Linked DNA regions of Sus scrofa: regions 1 and 3 are each linked to region 2. The links are chromatin contacts, called in public HiChIP or PLAC-seq maps. All regions are on one chromosome and are shown on one strand. The core of a region is the stretch at or near the end of the contact, and the rest is flanking DNA. Distances in the headings are between cores, read along the strand shown.

Evidence for each region. HiChIP or PLAC-seq counts read pairs in DNA pulled down with a chosen protein or histone mark.
Region 1: a contact with region 2 is called in an H3K27ac HiChIP or PLAC-seq map of alveolar macrophages. The contact joins two enhancer-like sites. A contact is called at or near these places in 1 of 47 Hi-C or Micro-C datasets (psoas muscle) and 1 of 2 datasets of contacts at active chromatin or transcription factors (alveolar macrophages).
Region 3: a contact with region 2 is called in an H3K27ac HiChIP or PLAC-seq map of alveolar macrophages, with 6 times the contacts expected there. The contact joins two enhancer-like sites. A contact is called at or near these places in 1 of 47 Hi-C or Micro-C datasets (epiblast stem cells) and 1 of 2 datasets of contacts at active chromatin or transcription factors (alveolar macrophages).

Annotation. Positions count from the first base shown.
Region 1 is chr10:20,595,173-20,597,872 of Sscrofa11.1, reverse strand. The region is part of intron 2 of DENND1B (DENN domain-containing protein 1B); the gene reads left to right. Among named protein-coding and RNA genes, the nearest start is that of DENND1B, 39 kb to the left of the region's middle. Within about 2 kb of position 1,337, at least 11 of the 83 cell types and tissues checked have an H3K27ac peak or open chromatin away from gene starts, as enhancers often do. A contact at or near this core is called in alveolar macrophages, where this site is marked.
Region 2 is chr10:21,003,561-21,006,260 of Sscrofa11.1, reverse strand. All of the region lies in intron 1 of NEK7 (serine/threonine-protein kinase Nek7), which reads right to left. Among named protein-coding and RNA genes, the nearest start is that of NEK7, 38 kb to the right of the region's middle. Within about 2 kb of position 1,255, at least 24 of the 83 cell types and tissues checked have an H3K27ac peak or open chromatin away from gene starts, as enhancers often do. A contact at or near this core is called in alveolar macrophages, where this site is marked.
Region 3 is chr10:21,498,264-21,500,963 of Sscrofa11.1, reverse strand. The region is part of intron 2 of PTPRC (receptor-type tyrosine-protein phosphatase C); the gene reads right to left. Among named protein-coding and RNA genes, the nearest start is that of PTPRC, 17 kb to the right of the region's middle. Within about 2 kb of position 1,368, at least 14 of the 83 cell types and tissues checked have an H3K27ac peak or open chromatin away from gene starts, as enhancers often do. A contact at or near this core is called in alveolar macrophages, where this site is marked.

The sequences.
Region 1 (2,700 bases), core at 88-2,587, 410 kb after region 2:
GCAACGCCAGATCCAAGCTGCGTCTGCGACCTATACACCGCAGCTCACGGCAACTCCGGATCCTTAACCCACCGAGCAAAGCCAGGGATCAAACCAGCAACCTTACGGTTCCCAGTCGGATTCGTTAACCACTGCGCCACGACGGGAACTTCCCAGCCATTCTATTTTTTAAAAGCTGAATTCTAAATACTTATTTTGAAATGTACCAGTTTAAACCTAATTGGAATCTAGAGGCCTTGCAACCTTTAGTAAATTAGGTTCTTATTATCCCTGCGAATATCTGTCTTGTCTAGCTAAGGAAAGGCCTTAAAACTAAGAAGGATAATCTCTGTATGCTCGCTGTAATGATTAAGTGGAATTTTGTGTAATACTTGGAAGCAGTAGAGGCACACAGGTCTAACCAGATGAACGCAAGCATCTCCTTCTTCCGAGGGGCCTCTGCAGGTTTGTCACGCCTCCAGGTGGAATGTTGCTAGATGCATGGCCACTGCTTTTTAAGAAGACCTGCTGTTCATTGTTTGTCAGTATATGTTTTGGAGCTCTTGATTGGTTGATTGATTGATAAATCAGGTTCCTGGGGGTACATTTTAGATTATTTTTATGGGAGGAGGGAGACAGAAGTGGAGCCTGCATTCTTGAAAATGGCTGTTATGGATCTGAGAGTCATTGTGTAAGGACTAGGGCTGTGGTGGTGCACAGATCCAGCTGCGTGGGCCCCGCAGAGGGCTGAGTCGGAACCCCCACCGCCCCCCACTGTGGTCAGGGTGCAGGTATATGGGTGTGCCGCTGACCCCTGATTGCAGGAGCAGGCAGTGTCTCCCACAAGACCTGCTTGCGTGGTTGGGACACCTGGGATGTGGTTGGGGATGGGCGAGGTGGGCTGAGAGTGGGCGACAGTACCACGGAACAAGAAAGACTAAGGGGAATTATAGGCCTTTGAATGCGTAATTAGGCAGTCCAGTGATTTTCAACAGATTTTTGATGTCTTGCATGAATGCTAGTATTGAGAAATCTCATTTATGAAATAAGTCTCCAACAGACATTCAGAGAAATAGAGGCTTGGGTGTGTGCTCAGCAGTTAACAAAAAAGAGGAAGCTGTTTTCAGACTGAGTGATACAATGAAAACAAGGGAAGCAGTCAGATGGGAGACGTGTACAAGACCAGGAGAGTGTGGAAGCTAGAGAGGAGCGGTACAGACCTCAGCTCTGTGACACCCAGACTGTATCCCTTCAATTTAAAGTATAAGAATTGGGAAACCCCTTTGATTGCCTCAGGTCTCAGAATGAGTGGATCAGATCAGACAGTATCTTTGTTTTCTTTGAACTCAGTGTCCTTACTCTTCAGTGGCAATAAAACTTTGAATCTGTAGCTGCTGAACTCTAGAGAGAGGGTTGTTTTACAGTTATATTTTTAATAGTAGCTCTTAAAATTAATAAACGTCTAAATACTCGCTGTAAATGGAATGTTAATATAGCTCACACAAAAGGGAGCATGAACTGTTAAGCGAAACTCCAGATCACACTCCCAGAAAAGGAAATGTGCTCATGAACCCATGAGAAATAGCCTCCGAGTAATGAAATTTTTAATGTAACGGATGGAGATAATGCTCAGCCTGGATTTTTAAGTTTCAGTTTAATCTTCCTGCCAGAAGCCAGGGTATTTTATAAAACTCTTCTCGCAGCGCTGAGCGGCCTTCTCCAGCAGTCCAGGGCCCCTGAAGCAGGTGGATGACGCAGAGGACACAGTGGAAGGGAGCTTCACGCCCTCTGGCCTTTGGACCGACGTACTTAATACCGTAATCAAGGAGGAACAAATCAGGACCTAGACCTGTAGAAACAATTGAAGACTCTACACCTTGAGTTTTGAACTTTGAGAAAGTACAGAATAAAAGGAGAATTTTCCTTGTTTAGTATGTCTGCTTTGGTATAAAGAAGGGACTTGTCCATTGTGAATCAATATGGAATTTTATGCTATTCGAAAAAGAGCCATTTGTACCTATTTTGCCTATCTTCTTTCCTATTAAAAGATCTGTCCCTTTTCTTATTGAGACCATTTTGTTTGTTCATTCATTCAACCATTCAACAAACATCAATTGATGGCCTACTTTGTTCTAAGTACTAGGTACTAGAGACAGGAGTTTTTGAATCAGATTTGTGCGAGATACCAGATTAAACTCTGTCTCTCTCTCTCTCTCTTTTTTTTTTTTTTTTTCTTCCCCTGGCTCTTTTTTTTTTCTCCCATGAGTTCTGGCATAATCCCTGAAGCTGTCCTCTATGTCAGTTTTTCCTCTTTCAAACACTGTCCAGTTTTTTAGTGCTCTCTTTTAAAGAGTAAAGGCCATTCTAATTTTTTTTTTTTTTTTTTTTTTAGAGACCTCAAAATGTAGAGTCATAAGTAAACATAGACGTTCAGAAGCAAGCGGTCTGGCTGGAGAAGTCTGTTCTGTGAAGTTATCCAGCGATTCACATTTGTTACCTCTTGTTCTTTGTCTCCTAGACTGTTGGTCTTATCTGCAGAATCAGAACGGGGTGATGACTGTGTCCAGGCCCCAGGATGAGCAAGAGAAGTAGGTCAGGCAGGACATTTCGTCTGTGGCAAGGCAGGGGGAAATTTGAGCCATCGCTTTCCATGGTAAAAACTTCGTCCTCGGTGGCACTTGCCTGCAAGGGAGGTTGGAACATGTAGTCTCCAGCCTCATG
Region 2 (2,700 bases), core at 6-2,505:
AATTAAAAGAAAAAAATTTAAAGAAAACTAAAAACAGAACTACCACATGATTCAGCAATTCCATTCCTGGGCATCTATCCAGACAAACCTGTAATTTGAAAAGACACATGCACCTCTATGTTCACTGCAGCACTATTCACAATGGCCAAGACATGGAAACAACCTAAATGTCCATCCACAGATGAATGGGTAAAGAAGGTATGGTATATACACACAATGGAATATTACAAAGCTGTTAAAAAGAATAAAATAATGCCATTTGCAGCAGCATGGATGGACCTAGAGATTATCATACTAAGTGAAGTAAGTCAGAAAGACAAATACCACACAATATATCACTTATGCATGGAATCTAAAAGACAACACATATCAACATATCTATGAAACAAAAACTCATAGACATAGAGAACAGACTTGTGGTTGCCCGGCAGGGGGGGCTGGGGGAGGGGACAGATGGGAGTTTGGGATTAGCAGAGGCAAACTATTACATATAGCATGGATAAACAAGGTCCTACTATACATATAGCACAGGAAGCTACATTAAACACCCTGTGATAAACCTTAATAGGAAAGAAAAAATATATATATATATAAAATCAGTCACTTTCCTGTACAGCAGAAATTAACCCAACATTGTAAATTAACTATACTTTAATTAAATCACAGTAACAATACACTTTCAGTAAACACAGTAAAAAATACACCTATTTACCTCCGTCGCAATATTTACGTAGGAAGACAGAAACCACACTAATTCTTCTAGAAATGTTAATTGTCAAGAAAACAATGAAACTTCAAGATTAAGCACAAAAGAGGACAAATATAATCTAGTTGTGGAAACTTCTATAGACACCTGCACAATAAATCAATATACTTAATTCCTACATATACTGAGAACAAGAGTCGATCCCATCGATAGGTTACGCACTGCTCATGAATTCCCACAGTAATCTTCATGTATTAATTCTGAGCAACTCCATCTGTAAGACACTGTTGTCTAGATGGTAGGGATTGAGCAGCTCATAAAGGTCCAAGTGTCCCCTTAGCAGTTTCTGTTACTACCCCCGAGGGAAAACGGGCTTGTTTATTCAAGGGGTCCCTGGCACCCATGGCCACTGAGGCAGACACTAGACTGACCGGCCCGCCACGTCCGTTCTCAGCCTCTCCCTGGCCTGCCTCCACCCCAGATGCTGAAAAGGAAATGATTCATCTCCCAGCCTGCCTTTCAGCAGGGACTGACCCTGTGACCTAGATTTGCCAACACGGGCACGAGGTCTTGTCTCATTAAAAGCGGCTTCTGTCCCTCGGCCTTTGTGCTGCCCACCCGTGGATGTGACGCCTCAACGAGGAGCAGGCACGTTTTTCCATCAGAAAAGGGCCAGAACAGTCACAGACGCCAGCCCTGACATCACTGGATGCTCCTCCCAAGCCAGCACATCTACTTCCAGATTCTCATCATGTGATGAAAATAAACCCTTTTTTGTTTGTGCCACTGATGTTACTGGGAGCTAAATTCCTTCCTAACAGATGCCTCACGAAGCTAGTAAATAGGGAACCAAGTTTCCAACCTAGGTCCATTTCCAAAATCAAACTGGATAACTTTTCTTGGAAAGTTTACTTCCAACTGTAAATACTTCATTTGCCGCATACAGATGCTTACTCCAAAGCCAGACAGCTAAAATTTGAGTCAAATCAGGAAAAGTCCTTTAAATTCTGCTCTCTTGTCACTTTTCACTGGCTTGCTGCGCTGAACAAGCCTGCCACGACCAGTTCCTGACCTGTAGATAGAGCTTCGTACACACCAATCTGTGAAAAGGAAGGCCCTTTGAGTTGCTCAGAAGCATAAACTTTAGCAAAACATTAAACTTTTCCCAATTTTCCTAAAATATAGGGGTATATAAGTCTGAATGATTTTTAATTGGCAGATGACTGACTTTTAATCGTCACATTAAGACCTAAATCTGAGCAGATAAATGCCTTCTGGAAATGGAAGCATGACAGAAGCTGCCTCTATACAAAAGCTTTCATGAAAGGAAGTGCCTCGGATAATTGAAAGACAATTACTTTCCTTCTGAATGGTGCAAGATCAATAAGTGCCTTCTTTGAATGAAAACTACGAGCTTATGTTCCAGTGACATTTTTAAAAACAAATTAAAATTTAGTTCAAAAAAGCCAATCCTTGCCCTCTCTTCACATTAAAAAAAAAAAAAATCAGTTCAAGGCACTGGGGGGAATATTTTTAGTGGTTAAAACTGATAATTTTCTAGAATCAGACTCCAGAATGAGCTTTTCAGTTAAATCACACCGGCCTGACAAAATTCATAGAGTCAGCGGGGTTCAGTCCCCAAACACACATCCAAGGTTTTGACTGCCCAGGCCCTAGAAGAGGGTGAACATCCCTTGTCCTTTTATTCTACTGAACCATAAAGACATGTCAGTTGCTACAGATGTAATAACAACAAGCACAACTGTGCTTGCAGGTACAGAGATTTAGCTTTTTAATATATATAATGATTTTTATTTTTTCCATTAGAGCTGGTTTACAGTGTTCTGTCAATTTTCTATTGTACAGCATGGTGACCCAGTTACACATACATGTATATATTCTTTCTTCTCACATTATCATGCTCCATCATAAGTGACAAGATATAGTTCCCAGTGCTACACAGCAGGATCTCATTGCTCATCCATTCCAAAGGC
Region 3 (2,700 bases), core at 119-2,618, 490 kb before region 2:
TCACAGGATGTGGCTGCGTCAGTTTTTATCTCCATCTGGCAGAACCTAACCAACCTATGTGAGCTCTCAGCTCCCACTTTACAGCAAGTAAACTTTCCTTGTGTGCCCCCCCTCCCTCCATCTCCATGACAAGCATTTCTTGTAAAACCATCAGTCAGTAAACTTCCTCGGGGAACTTGTAGCAACGCCTGACAAAAAAAGTAGCCCTGTGAACGCAGAGCTGCACCAGTTGCTAAACAAGTTTCTGATCTCCCTTTGTAGCTCCTGTTCTTACCCTGCCTTGTATGAGGCTTTCACATCCTACCCGCATGTATCTGGATGCACTGGGGGAAAAATAGGGATGAAGAGGGAAAGAAAGGGAAGAAAAAACATCTTTCAATTTAAAAACTAAGGATAGTAGGTGTCTATTTCTTCCATGTGCAAGGAATGAAAAGACATCTGTGACCCTTCTTGCCATGAAACACTTAATGCTTGTTCCAGCAAATCTTATCAGAAACAACATTCACAGTTGAAATTGGTCTCAGAGAGGAACCTATGATGTGCAGCAGGTCCCTATTAATCTATGAAATAATAACTGAATTGTTGGTGTGCTTTGGAGGACAACGGATTAATACACGGATAATTGTTACATAAAAAAATGGAGTTCCCATCGTGGCACAGCAGAAACAAATCCAACTAGGAACCATGAGGTTGTGGGTTCGATCCCTGACCTCACTCAGTGGACTAAGGATCTGGCATGGCCGTGAGGTGTAGGTTGCAGATGCAGCTCTGATCTAGTGTGGCTGTGGCTGTGGCTGCGGCTGTGGCCACAGCTGTTGCTCTGATTGGACCTCTAGCCTGGGAACCTCCATATGCCGCAGGTGCAGCCCTAAAAAAAAAAAAAAAAAAGATACCCCTTACAGTCAGTAAATTTTTTTATATTGCTTTGTTACATCTTCTTAAACCTTTCCAATATTTACTAACTCAGGACTACAGTAAAAATCTCACCGGTGACTATTTCTGACCTTTTAAGTCAGAAATAGTCTGGTGGGTCCTTCCTGTTGAGCCAGCCAAGAGTTAACTTGGTCCTCTAGACTTGTACAATTAATGCTGCGGGAGGAGTCCTAAAGAAATGATTTCAGCTTAACCACTGGTTCTCGAGGAAGGTGGCAAGGGCTGGCAAAGTTTGCCCTTGTAGGGACATTTGGTTGTCCTGATGGTGGGGGAGGGGAGAAGGGGTTAGGGCTGCGGCTGCATCTAGCTTTCGAAGGCCAGGGAGGTGGGTGAACCATCCTGCCATGCAAGAGGCAGCCCAGCTATCCAGCCCCAAATACCAGGCATGCTCAAGAAGAGGAACTGGATCAGCAGTTCACTTCACTGAACAGGGAACTGAGGTTTGAAGACATCGAGGGATGACCCAGCCACACACATCAGAGTCTACATCTAGGCCAAAGGAATGGGAGGTAGCGTTTAGAGTCAGAACTTGTCCCTGAAGATTTAATCTGATACTCACCTCATTTTGCCAGGTAGACGCCTACGTACCTTGTGTGGACAGGAGGAATTCTGGACCAAGATCCCTCCTTGGGGGTATAAGACAGAACAAGTCCCTAGATGTTCTTGAGTTTCAGTTTTTTCATTTGTAAAATGGATGCATTAACATAGGTGATTTCTAGAGTCTTTTTATTCCTCTAGAATTGTCTTACTGTGCAACTAATAAAGATGCCCATTCATGTAGTCTCCCTCTTCCTTTTCTCTTTCTTTTTTAACTTTTTAGGAATCCCAACCCTCCAAGAAAGAGGAAATAGTGCTACTCATTAGAACACGAGAAAACCAAACAAAATAAAACAGCATTTTGACCAAAACTCGACTCTCAGTAAGCAGTGAAGAGCCTAAGAAAATTCAAGAGCACTATCTAAAAATAAAGCAACAGGAATAAAAGAGCCCCTCACCAGTCTCTGATTTTAAGAGGAAGATGAGGTCTCCTGGTCCTTTTCTATCCTGTGCACAGATTAACTTATTTCTATCATAAACATGCAAAGATAAAGACTATAAGAATAAGAGAAAAATCAGCCATGTAGGCAGCACGGTGTTCTTACAGATGTAAATGAATTTGTTGGGCAGATCCAATCCGTTGATACATTTCCTGAGGCAAAACAAGCTCCCAAGCTATTCATGGCTCTGTCATTCATTCTCAGTTGTTTCAAATAGCAGACAAGAAAAATTACCTCGTTTTTACATTTTAATTGTCATGCTCATGCATTTCGAGGGAGAGACCAAAGTTGCTTGCTATGTTGCTCTCTACTGAAAACTAAAGAGGTCCATAGATGATTCGCAATAATTGTAAAGTAGGACAAGAGCTGGAAAGAGAGAGTTCTCGTTTCACTAAAAACAAACCTGGTACCTATAACCTGGGTGCATAAATTTTAAATGCTATTTAAATTTTAAATACATTTCTATTATAACATAAGGGAAAGGCGCTGCAGATGCCAGGCTGCTGTTTCATTCCACTAGCTAATTTTTCTTTAATGGGAAGGAGAAAAGGCAACCATTTCTTTTTTTTTTTTTCTTTCCAGTCTTTCTTTTTTGCACAAAAAGAATTTTAATCTGACCCATGTGCTATCATTATTGTTAACCTCTGGACGTTTTAACAACATTTGGATGGACCTTCAATCAATTAACAGCATAAAGGAAAACATCTGTGGCCCTAATACTTTTTAGAGT